2 separate regions of the Macaca mulatta genome follow, and region 2 is linked to region 1. The links are chromatin contacts, called in public Hi-C maps. All regions are on one chromosome and are shown on one strand. The core of a region is the stretch at or near the end of the contact, and the rest is flanking DNA. Distances in the headings are between cores, read along the strand shown. Region 1 holds the start of VKORC1L1 (vitamin K epoxide reductase complex subunit 1 like 1). Region 2 holds the start of LOC114676889.

Region 1 (6,217 bases), core at 1,324-3,823:
TTGTTTTTTAATCGGTGTGTCACTCTGTCATCCAGGCTGGAGTGCAGTGGGACAATATCAGCTCATTGCAGCCTCAATCCGCACTCCTGCCCCAAGCCCTCTGGGCTCAATCAGTCCTCCCTCTTCGGCCTCCCAAGTAGCTGGAACAACAGGCATGCACCACACCTTGCTAGTTTTGCATATCTTTTGCAGAGACCAGGGCTCCATATGTTGCTCAGGATGGTCTTGAACTGCTGGCCTCAAGCAATCCTCCTGCCTCAGCCTCTCAAAATGTTGTGAGCCACCCCACCCAGGCAGAGTGAGGATGTTTTTGAGGACTGTGGTAGATAGCTTCCTCATATTCATGTCCTGTGTAATCCTCTCCCTTTGAGCATGGGTTGGATTAGGGACTATTTTCTTTTTCTTTCTTTTTTTCTTTTTTTGAGATGGAGTTTCTCCTTGTAAGCCAAGTGGAGTGCAATGATGTGAGCTCAGCTCACTGCAACCTCCACCTCCCAGGTTCAAGCGATTCTCACGCCTCAGCTTCCCAAGTAGTTGGGATTACAGGCATGTGCCACCATGTCCGGCTAATCTTTGTATTTTTAGTAGAGATGGGGTTTCACCATGTTGGTCAGCTGGTCTTGAACTCCTGACCTTAGGTGCTCTACCCACTTTGGCCTCCCAAAATTCTGGGATTACAGGTGTGAGCCACCGCACCTGGCTGGACCTAGGGACTATTTTCTAAGTAGCAATAGACTACGTAAAAGTGATGGGATGTCACTTCTGGGATTAGTTTTCAAAAAAGGACTGTGATCTCACTCTCATTTTCTTTTTCTGTCTCTTCCTCTTTCCCCTCCCTCTCCCTGGGGTAAGCCTGCCGCTTCTCAACAAGAGGTGCAAGTGGACAGGAAATGATGTCTCCAGCCAACAGCCAGAGAGGACCTGAGGCCTGCCAGCAGCCGTGGAAGTGAGTTTGAAAGAGGAATCTGAAGCCTTGGGAGAGCTGCAGCCCTGGCTGACAGCTTGATTGTATCCTCGTGAGAGCCTGAGCCAGAGGACACAGCTAACCTCACCCAGATTCCTAGCCCATGGAAACTGTGAGGAAAAAAATAATTTATTGTTTCTTAAGCTGTTAAATTTGGGGTGATTTTTACCCAACAATAGATAACGAATACAAAGATATTGCTTAATACTCAAAATCACTATATAATGCCCCTGAAAAATTGAAAGCTGCAACCAGGGAAACTGAAAATCTCTAAGAACACTGTGTTTCTTCTTAAAGACAGTGAGAAAAGTACACACATCTGTTTTCCTTTTAGTTTTGGCCACTGGGAAGCTCAGAGCCAAATTTATGATGCAATTTTAATAACTGTGTAAGCCGCTATGGCCTGCTTATCTGTGTTCTTATTCCTGGCCTTTCATTTTATTCTGACTTTTCTTTTTCTTCGTCCTGATTGTATTAGCTCATCTTTATATTGTTCTATATTATATGACTTGTGGTAAGCCACCTCAAATTCAGCTTACAGAGAAGCAAGACAATCGTAAATTTTTTTTTTTTTTTTTTTTTTTTTTTGAGACTCTCACTGTATCGCCCAGGCTGGAGTGCAGTGGAACGATTTCGGCTCACTGCAACCTCTGCCTCCTGGGTTCAAGCGATTCTCCTGCCTCAGCCTCGCCAGTAGCTGGGATTACAGGCGCCCACCACTACACACGGCTAATTTTTTTGTTGTTGTGTTTTGTATTTTTAGTAGACACGGGGTTTCACCATGTAGGCCAGGCTGGTCTCGAACTCCTGACCTCAGGTGATCCACCTGCCTCGGCCTCTCAAAGTGCTGGGATTACGGGTGTTAGCCAATGTACCCGGTCCATAAATCATTTTTTAAAAAATAGTTTTTAAATTTAAAACATAGCTTTGCACATTAAAAAAAAAGTTTTGTACAGGTCGAACACAGAGTCCCACAGAGGTGGTGGTGGGAAGATTAGCTCATAGGAGTGTGGCTCTGGAGCTCCAAGCATTGGCCAGGGTTGATTTAGATTGGGTCAGAAATATCAAGTGATAACGACGAAAAAGGAGAAAAGGATGGCAATTGATTGCCATCCTCAGGAGGGGCCCACGGCTCGCCCAGTCACCCACAGTGGCATCCTTGCAATGTGCTCCTTACACTGCTCCTCTAAGCCCCTCCCTCGCGGACCCGCTCAGCCCCGCCCCTCCCCTACCCCGCCCCTCTCCTCCCCTGCCCCGCCCCTCTCTGCCCCGGGCTCCACCCCTCGCGCCCGCCGCCCCGCGCCGCGCCGCCTCAGCCTCCGCCGGCCGATCCGGCCTCCCCGGCGGTTGCGCACTCCACCCCCTCCCTCCACGCCCGCGCGCGCCTTCCCCGCCCCGTCCGCCTCACTCCTTTCGGGGCGGTTGGGCCGCGCTCCTGTGGGGGCGGGGCCCGGAGCAGGCGACCGAGCCAATGGGGCGCGGCGGCGGCGGCGGTGGTGGCGGCGGCGGCGGAGGCGGTGGCGGCAGCGGCGGCGGCTGGGTCGGGCCCCGACGGGCGGCGGCGGCTGAGGTGGAGGCGGAGGGAGGAGGTGGCGGCGGCGGCGGCGGGGGGAAGATGGCGGCGCCCGTCCTGCTGAGAGTGTCAGTGCCGCGGTGGGAGCGGGTGGCCCGGTATGCAGTGTGCGCTGCCGGGATTCTGCTCTCCATCTACGCCTACCACGTGGAGCGGGAGAAGGAGCGGGACCCCGAGCACCGGGCCCTCTGCGACCTGGGGCCCTGGGTGAAGTGCTCCGCCGCCCTTGCCTCCAGGTAACCGGCTTGGGGGAGTGGGCCGGGAGCGGCTGAGCGGGGCGAGGGCGGAGTCTGGGGGTGGGGAGCGCGCGGCGGGAGCTCAGGCCTGGGGGCGGCGGGGACCGGGCCTTGAGGGGACGGACGGGGTCGGGGCCGGGCGAGGGGCGGCTGCAGGGCGCTCCTGCCCGGGGGGCGGCCTCAGCCAAGGCCGCGGGGAGGAGGTGGCGGGGCCGCGAGGCAGCCGGGAGGGATGAGGTGGCAGAGTGCAGCCGGGAGGCCGGGGCGGACGCGGAGCGGTCGGGCGGGCTGGGGCCGGGCTGGGCAGGAGCGCGAGGGGGCTGCGGAGGGTGGGTCCAGGCCGGCTTGACAGGTTTCCTGGTTCTCGGGAGGCGGGCCGGGGATGTGGGACCCTGTCCGCCGCACCCGCAAGACCAGCGGCCACCTCTTGTTCCCCCGATCGCTGCAGCCGAGGCTTTGGGGCCGGCGCGGAGACAGGGGGGTTGCGTTTCCCACTGTCTTCCTGGTGCTAGGACAGGTGTTTCCGTGGTCAGGCCTCTTTGTACTCCAGCGCTAGTGAGAATTTGCAGACTTATTGGGACGGTGACATTTGCTGGCAAACACGAATTTGGCCCTACTCTGGAAGAAGATACCAGCACTTAACATATCTGATTTCTTGGATTCTCCCTCGTATATTTCAGTGTGCCAGGAGGGGAAAATGGTCTGAGTTTGGGTCTAGTTCAAGCTTCATTGGAGTAAAGGGCAAGTATGTTATGTGTATGGTGGTGTTTTAGGCATTGGGACGACTTTTAAACGTTGTTGCCTATTAGTATAATAGGATACCCACAACAGATTAAAAACACACCCTTTGCTAAACTGGAGCGATTGGTTTGTGTTACTAATCATTTTAGTTTTTTTTTTTTTAAATGTTGTAATTGGTTTGTCTGTTACGTTTTATTTTAATGCATTAAATTTTCCTAGGCAAGTTACTTTGAAAAAGGGGGAATTTACATTTCAAAAGTGGCTGCTGTTTTTTTTGTTGTTGTTTTTTTAAATGGGGCGATTAAAAAAATAAGTCGAAGGAATGATTTCAAAATGTATAGGTTACGATTTTAATAGAGAATATGTCTGATATTTAGATGTTTGTTAACAGTAGTCACATTTGAGCGATTTCTTCCTCTCCTTTTGATTGGTAAATTGGTATGTATCAGAAATGTGTAGCTCACTAGTTTATTTCAACTCACATATTGTTAATTATATGAACAAGGTAGCATTGGAGTTTGTCTTGTTATTGATTACAAAATTCAGGGAGCTGATCTTTCCACTTAGCCTTTTTCATGGACCAGATACTCTGTCTCATTTGCTCTTAAACCAAAATCCTGTTGCTTTTTAGAGGAGAAATAATTATCATAGGGCCAAATGAAACATTTTAAAAATGCATTTCAAATGTAGGTATCAGTTTACAGGGGAAGATACGTAGATGTGACAAAAAGCTCACATTTGTTGTTGGTTATTCAGAACAAAGTTAATAGGCTGATTAGACTCCCAGATACCCTTTGAAAACCACTGAGTGTCTTTTATGCAAACATTGTTATGTTATTTCCACTTTCAGAAAGGACTTTTAAACTTACAAGTACCTTCCACCCAAAGTTAGTTGAATGAATAAATATTTAAGGAAAACATTATGCAGCAGCACATTTCAAGTATTTAAGAAACAAGAACTAAAAATAACTTTTGATCCTAGTTTAATATGGAATTTAAGCAGAATTATTACCAATTTTAGATTTGTTTTCGAAACAAGTAGTCTGTAATAAATGGACCTTTTAACATTGGAGCATGGAAAGAGTACTTACTGTATGCTTAAGTTCCTTTTTTTTTTTTTTTTTTTTTGAGACGGAGTCTTGTTCTTGTCGCCCAGACTGGAGTGCAATGGCATGATCTCGGCTCACTGCAACCTCCGCATCCCAGGTTCAAGTGATTCTCCTGCCTCAGCCTCCTGAGTAGCTGGGATTAGAGACACCTGCCTTCATGCCCGGCTAATTTTTGTATTTTTAGTAGAGATGGGGTTTCACCATATTGGCCAGGCTGGTCTCGAACTCCTGACCTCAGGTAATCCAACCCGCCTCTGCCTCCCAAAGTGCTGGGAATCAAGCGTGAGCCACCGCGCCTGGCCTGCTTAAGTGCTTAAAATTGACTTTTCTTGGCTGGGTGCAGTGGCTCATGCCTGTAATCCCAGCACTTTGGGAAGCCAGCACTGTGGAAGGCTGAGGCATGGTGGGTCACACCTGTAATCCCAGCACTTTGGGAGGCCGAGGCGGGTGGATCATGAGGTCAGGAGTTCTAGACCAGCCTGGCCAACATGGTGAAACCTCGTCTGTACTTTCGTGTCCTTACTTTTTCCCATTTTCCCATAAATCGGTGAAAACTGCTGCAAACCTGCATCTGCCTGCCAGCTAACATTAAGTTAGCACTCTCTGCTCCCTTGGTTTGGTACACTGAGCTCAAATCTAAGGGATCTGGGTGGGCTTCCACCTCTCCCAGTTCTTAGACTTGTGACTTAGTCTTCATGGTGCTTCAGTTTCTTATGTTAAATAGGGATTTTAACACCTACTTAGGGCCGGGTGCAGTGGCTCACACCTGTAATCCCAGCACTTTGGGAGGCTGACACCTGGCAGATCTGTTGAGCTCAGGAGTTTCATACCAGTCTGGGCAACAGGGTGAAACCCAGTCTTTACGAAAAATACAAACATTAACCGGGCATGGTGGCACATGCCTGTATTTCCAGCTTCTTGGGAGGCTGAAGTGTGAGGATCACTTGAGCCTGAGAGAGAGAGGCTGAGGTCCGCAGTGAGCCATGATGGTGCCACTGCACTCCACCGTGGGTGGTAGAGAGAGACTCTGTCTCAAAAAAAGAAAAAATAAACAAAAAAACCTACTTTGCCAGGTTAGTGTTATGATGAAAAGTGATACATGTATGTTCCTGAAATAAAGCCTGTCCTCAGTTATAGCTGTTACCATTGATTGGAGATGTTCTTTTTTTTTCAGTGTTTGATGATAAATGCCTTTAGTTTCTTGTACATACTCATATGTTTAAACATTGTTGTTTTTTTGTTTTTTGTTTTTTTTTTTTGAGATGGAGTCTTGCTCTGTCGCCCAGGCTGGAGTGCACTGGCCGGATCTCAGCTCACTGCAAGCTCCGCCTCCCGGGTTTACGCCATTCTCCTGCCTCAGCCTCCCGAGTAGCTGGGACTACAGGCGCCCGCCACCTCGCCCGGCTAAGTTTTTGTATTTTTTTTTTAGTAGAGACGGGGTTTCACCGTGTCAGCCAGGATGGTCTCGATCTCCTGACCTCGTGATCCGCCCGTCTCGGCCTCCCAAAGTGCTGGGATTACAGGCTTGAGCCACCGCGCCCGGCCTAAACATTGTTTTAATGTAGTTTATTGCTGACTTCATGGCATAGTATAA
Region 2 (6,217 bases), core at 2,490-4,989, 120 kb before region 1:
CTAGCATGGTCCAACTGCCAGGTGGGAATAAATTCTCCAGACGGCAGAGATGGTGAAGGCCCTGTGCGGTAGGCGACAGTGAAATCCATATTTCTAGGAGGAATGAAGGCCCTCTCCAATCTCATCCTTTTTTCTTTTTTTCTTTTTTTTTTTGAAACCAAGTCTCACTCTGTCACCCAGGTGCTAGAGTGCAGTGGTGTGATTATGCTCACTGCAACCTCCGCCTCCCAGGGTTCAAGTGACTCTCTTGCCTCAGCCTCCCAAGTAGCTGGGATTACAGGTGCCCACCACCACACCCAGCTAATTTTTGTATTTTTAGTAGAGACGGGGTTTCACCATATTGGCCAGGCTGGTCTCGAACTCCTGACCTTGTGATCCACTCGCCTCAGCCTCCCAAAGTGTTGGGGTTACAGGTGTGAGCCACTGCACCTGGCCTAATTCTTAATATTTAAAGGGAAACTAACTTGTTCACCATCACATGTCATCTTTGCAGTGTACTATGGGATAAGTGTTATCTATGTTAATCAGATGAAGAATCTGAAATCCAAAGAGGTTTGACTGACTCAGTCAGTGGATGAGCTTGGCCTGGAACTGAAATCCCTGGGCTCTTGAGCCAGTCTGTGCATTTTCCATTACACTGTGCATAGCACTGAGAAATATAAGCAAATGCCAGTCACTCAGCAGAACCCTCTTCTACATGGGGAAAGGGACTGGGAGAAGGGACATCATAGTAGAGAGTCCCTTAAATTCCCCTTATAGGCCAGGTGTGGTCGCTCACACCTGCAATGTGAGCACTTTAGGAAGCCAAGGCAGGAGGATTGCTTGAGCTCAGGAGTCTGAGACCAGCCTGGCAACATAGGGAGACCCTATCTCTGCTAAAATAAATAAGTATATAAATATACATATTGTTATATATGTAAGTATATATATAACAATCCATCTTACCCTGACAATCTGCCTGCTGAAACTTACTAAACCATACTAAACTGTATGAATTTATTATTATTATTATTATTATTTTGAGACAGGGTCTGGCTCGTCACCCAGGCTGAAGTTCAGTGGTACGATCTCAGGTCACTGCAGCCTCTGTCTCCCGGGCTCAAACCATCCTCCCATCTCAGCCTCCTGAGTAGCTCAGAATACAGGTGCGCACTACAATGCCCAGCTTATCTTGTGCTTTTGGTAGAGACAGGATTTTGCCCTGTTGCCCAGACTAGTCTCGAACTCCTGGGCTCAAGCAATCCTTCTGCCTGGGCCTCCCAAAGTGCTGGGATTATAGGTATGACCCCCTATGCCTGGCCTTGAAAGTCCAATTTATTTGCTTATTTAGGTGTGACCCACCATGCCCGGCCTTGAAAATCTTATTTATTTACTTACTTGCTTTTTTCTTTCTTTCTTTCTTTTTTTCTTTTCTTTTCTTTTCGTTCTCTCTCTCTCTCTCTCTCTCTCTCCTTACTTACTTACTTATTTAGAGACGGAGTTTTGCTCTTGTTGCCCAGGCTGGAGTGCAAAGGCGCAATCTCGGCTCACTACAACCTCCGCCTCCCGGGTTCAAGCAATTCTCTGCCTCAGCCTCCCGAGTAGCTGGGATTACAGGCGCCCGCCACCAGGCCCAGCTAATTTCTGTATTTTTAGTAGAGGCGGGGTTTCACCACGCTGGCCAGGCTGGTCTTCAACTCCTGACCTCGTGATCCACCCACCTCGGCCTCACAAAGTGCTGGCATTATAGGTGTGAGCCACTGCGCCCGGCCAATCTCTTATATAAATTTTTAAAAAGATGTTTTCTTTGTTTCCTAGCCCCTTCTACCCACCTACAAAGTTCCAAAGGTTTTAATGCTATTGCAACGGCAGTCAGAGGTCAAGCTGGTGCAGCTCCCTAATACAGGACAGCCTCAGATGGGGCCAACCCTCCCTGCCCAGCACCAGTGGCACCGGGCAGTGGGGGACGCTCCCGAGGTTCCCGAAACCTGGCTGGGGGAAGTGTTGGGGGGTGCACGTACCCAGGCTCAGCTGAGGCGAGTTCGCCGCCCGGGCTGCAGCTGGTGCTGGCTGGCGCTTGCGCCGGCCATTGAGGAGCTTCTGGGCGACCTTGCGCTGGTACCCACCAGGCGCCAGCCGGTAGGTGCACAGCGCCTGCTCCAGTAGCGTCAGGTCTTTGCTGCGCGGACCCCGCAGGCCGGGAAGTCAGGCAGGTATAGTAGTCCAGGTGGTGGTAAAGCTCCTCCTGGTAGCTTATGGGTGGCGGCCGCTGGGTTGAAGCCTGCGGACATGACATACCAGCCGGCCGCCGGTAGTCACCCTCGCGCGCAAGCGCGCTCCTGGAAGACCCAGCACTCCCACCTCGAGTTCCGATTGGCTCCGCGTGAGGGGCGGGCCTTTGCGCCTTCTTGGTGGGGGGGGGGGGGGTGCCTTCGGTGACGTCACAGGGGCGGGTCTTCTGCCACGTCACGGGCAGTGCCTGGAGCTGGGCAGTCTTCTCAGAGTGGAGCCTGGTAACGGCGACCTCTCGGCCAGTTCTTGTGTGTTGCGGGCTGGAAAGGGGTAGCTGATAAACTCCCACCCAGCGCAGTATTTATGTCGGTCAAAAATAGAAAAGAATGTCCGGGCGCGGCCGGGGTGGGAGGATCCCTTCAGGCCAAGAGCAGCCTAGCAATATGGCGCAACCCCATCTCTGTAGTCCAACCTCAGCCTCCCAGCTACTTGAACACCAAGGTTCAAGGCTCCAGTGAGCTATGATCCCACCACAGAACTCCTGCCTGCGAGAATGAGGTAAACCCTGTATTTAAAAAAAAAAGAAAAACTATCCAAGTGTACAACCGGGAGGGACTGCTTAAAGAAAACATGAGGCTGCCTGGGCCCTGTTATTCCAGCACTTTGGGAGGCCAAGGCAGGAGAATAGCTTGGGCTTAGAAGTTCAAGACGGGCCTGGGCAGCATGACACAACCCCATCTCTACAAAAGATACAAAAATTAGCCGGACGCCGTGCTCACCTGGCCTAATTTTTGTGTGTTTTGTAGAGATGGGGGTCTTGCTATGTTGCCCAGGCCGGTCTCTAACTCCTGGGTTCAAGCATGTTTTCACCTTGGCCTTTAAAGTTGTTGGGATTACAGGCCTGAGCCACCGCACCCTCCTGGGCTATTTAATAACATAAGAAAGTGCGGTGGCTCACGCCTGTAATCCCAACACTTTGGGAGGCTGAGGCGGGTGGATCACCTGAGGTCAGGAGTTCGAGACCATCCTTGCCAACTTGGTGAAACCCAGTCTCTACAAAAAATACAAAAATTAGGCCTGGTGTGGTGGCTCACACTTGTAATCAAAGCATTTTGGGGAGCTGAGGTGGGCGGATCACCTGAGGTTAGTTCAAGACCAGCCTGACCAACATGGAGAAACCCTATCTCTACTAAAAATACAAAATTAGCCAGGCATGATGGCGCATGCCTGTAGTCCCAGCTACTCGGGAGGCTAAGACAGGAGAATCTCTTGAACCCAGGAGGCGGAGGTTGCAGTGAGCCGAGATCGCACCACTGCACCCCAGTCTGGGCGACAGAGCGAGACTCCAGAGCTTGAGACCAGCCTGGGCAATGTAGTGAAACCCTGCTTCTACAAAACAAGCAAAAAAGAGTCAGGTGCACCTGTGTCCACCTGTGGCCCAAACTACTTAAGAGGCTGAGGCAGGAGGATCACTTGAGGCCAGGAGCTGAAGGCTACAGTGAGCTTTGATCATCCCACTGCTCTCCATCCTGAGCAATAGAATGAGATTATGTCTCTAGATAGTTAATTTTACAGTGTTATTAGTTGTTAATGTGATTATGTTTTTCTAAAATACAGTATTCTTTACAAAAGCAGTTTTGTCTTTCAAAGCACATACATAGGTCCTCCAGCGAATTTGTCTAATGTTGGCGACCTTGGCTTTCTGGTGACTGAGTCAACAGTATCTGTTTCATAAATAATATAGCCCTATTTTTTTTGAGACAGGGTCTCGTTCTGTTACCCGGGCTGGAGTAAAGTGGCACGATCTCAGCTTACCATAACTACCATCTCCTGGGTTCAAGCGATTCTCCTGCCTCAGCTGCCCAGATAGCTGGGATTACAGGCGCCACCACATCTGGCTAATATTTTTTTGTTTTTGTTTTTGTTTTTGTTTTTGAGACAGAGTTTGCTCTTGTTGCCCAGGCTAGAGTACAATGTCATCATCTCGGCTTACTGCAACCTCCGTCTCCTGGGTTCAAGTGATTCTCCTGCCTCAGTCTCCTGAGTAGCTGGGATTACATGCATGTGCCACCATACCTGGCTAATTTTGTATTTTTAATAGAGAGAGGGTTTCTCCATGTTAGTCAGGCTGATCTTGAACTCCCGACCTCAGGTGATCCGCCCACCTCAGCTTCCCAAAGTGCTGGAATTACAGGTGTGAGCCACCACGCCCAGCCTAATTTTTGTATTTTTAGTAGAGATGGGGTTTCATTCACCATGTTGGCCAGGATGGTCTTGAATTCCTGACCTCAAGTGATCTGCCTGCCTTGGCCTCCCAAAGTGTTGGAATTACAGGCATGAGCCAACACGCCCGGCCAGCCCTATTTCTTTAAGCATATACGTTTTGCACTTATTAAAAGTATTTGAACATACAATTATCCAGCTTCCCTTGTTTATGTATGCTTGAATTTTGTATAAGCTTAAATATTTTTTCCAGTCTAAGCTTTATTATATCCCCTTTCTTCTGTATTTGTATAACTTTAGGTGGCTGTCTTTGTTGAAAGTTTTTTCTGAAAAGCCTTAAAATAGAATATAGTTCTTGGCAGCAATTTCAGAGTTATTTGAGGGCAAGGGGAGATTTGTAATGATGATTCAAATGAAGCAAACTAAAAAATAATGAAGCAAGACAGAGGATAAAACAGTATTCACTCGAGCACATCCCAAAAAAATAAAATTTCAGATGCAACTAGAAAAAGGTATGCTAATGATCATAATACAGGAATAATTATTAATACTCAAAATAGTTTTAAAGCCACTTACCTTTTGAATGTTGGGAATTGACTAGGAGGTGGCTGTAACCTAAGATGATTCCTTCAGTAATGACCATTTTCTTTTTCAAGATGATGATGATTCTCCATCTTCTAAGAGACCAAAGACCAACGAGCCACCACAGCCACCAGTTCCAGAACCTGCCAATGTTGGGCAACAGAAAGTGAGGGAGTTCAACTCTGGTAAGTTCTCAGTGAAATCCACGACCTTTTCCTTCATCTTCTGGACTCTCAGTGTGACTGATGAAAGTTACAACATGCTCATCTGCAGGGGGACATGCTTTAGCATTATTACTACATTATAATCTCACCTTTGTAAAGCCAGGAGCTTTTTGAAAGTCACATTATAGACATTGTTTAAACATCGTTCGAATTTACCAAAGCATAGGACATTGTTTCATCTCACATTAATTAGTTAGTTGACTCAAAATTAGTGCTAATGACTTAATAATTCAATGGTTTCTCTTAGCTTTAAAACCTTCTTTATTTCAAAGCTATTTCATCTCTTCATTTTCGTTTTTGCTGTGTGTCACTGCCTGTCAGCTGCTAATCTGTTAACTCCTAGTGGATCATGTGTCCTGTGAAGGGACTGAATATTAGTGGCAAATTATGTTGATGATTCATATTTTGGATATAAATAGATCATTAAGCTTGTATACATGTTGAAAATAGTATTTTAATATTCTATTATGTCATAGTTACAATGATTGGCTATATATTGAATTTATATGTTCATTAAGTTGTTGTATGTTTATGTTCTTTAGTATTCTAACTTGCAACTGTGTATCTGTTAAGTCTTTTTTTTTTTTTTTCAAGAAGATCAGACTCTGATTTATTGAGGCATCTGTTTGATGCCAAGTTAAGTGGCCCAGGCTCTGTGTAGGGGGTAAGGTTAACGCAGGAAGAAGGATGGTGAGGGGCAGTGGTGCCAGGATTAGGTTGGAATACCTAGGGGTCCTCTGAGGTTCCCCAAGTTTCCCTTGCCCTGGCCAGCTGTGCTGCTGGCCTGAGCATCTGATGAGCTTGCAAGGGTGACTCTGAGAGGTGGGTGGTCCAGGGGCTAGGGCAGGGACTTTGGAGTCATGCTGTTGGCTTTGAATCCAGACTCCTACACTTGGTAGCTGTGACCTTTCCATGCCTGAAGTGACCTGCAGAACTGAGCTCTGTCTGAGACAGATCCCATCCAGGCACTGCAGATC

The links. A called contact is a pair of places that touch in the nucleus more often than the background predicts.
Region 2: a Hi-C map of cortical neurons shows a contact between it and region 1, with 6 times the contacts expected there. The contact joins the promoter of LOC114676889 here to the promoter of VKORC1L1 in region 1. A contact is called at or near these places in 2 of 14 Hi-C or Micro-C datasets (CD4 T cells and cortical neurons).

Annotation. Positions count from the first base shown.
Region 1 is chr3:59,198,155-59,204,371 of T2T-MMU8v2.0, reverse strand. It overlaps VKORC1L1 (vitamin K epoxide reductase complex subunit 1 like 1), which reads left to right and starts at 2,573. Exons shown (of 3, transcript NM_001266931.2): 1 at 2,573-2,773. The coding sequence starts at 2,580.
Region 2 is chr3:59,320,217-59,326,433 of T2T-MMU8v2.0, reverse strand. LOC114676889 reads right to left here and starts at 3,739. Exons shown (of 3, transcript XM_077998165.1): 1 at 3,709-3,739; 2 at 2,001-2,553. The coding sequence starts at 3,739.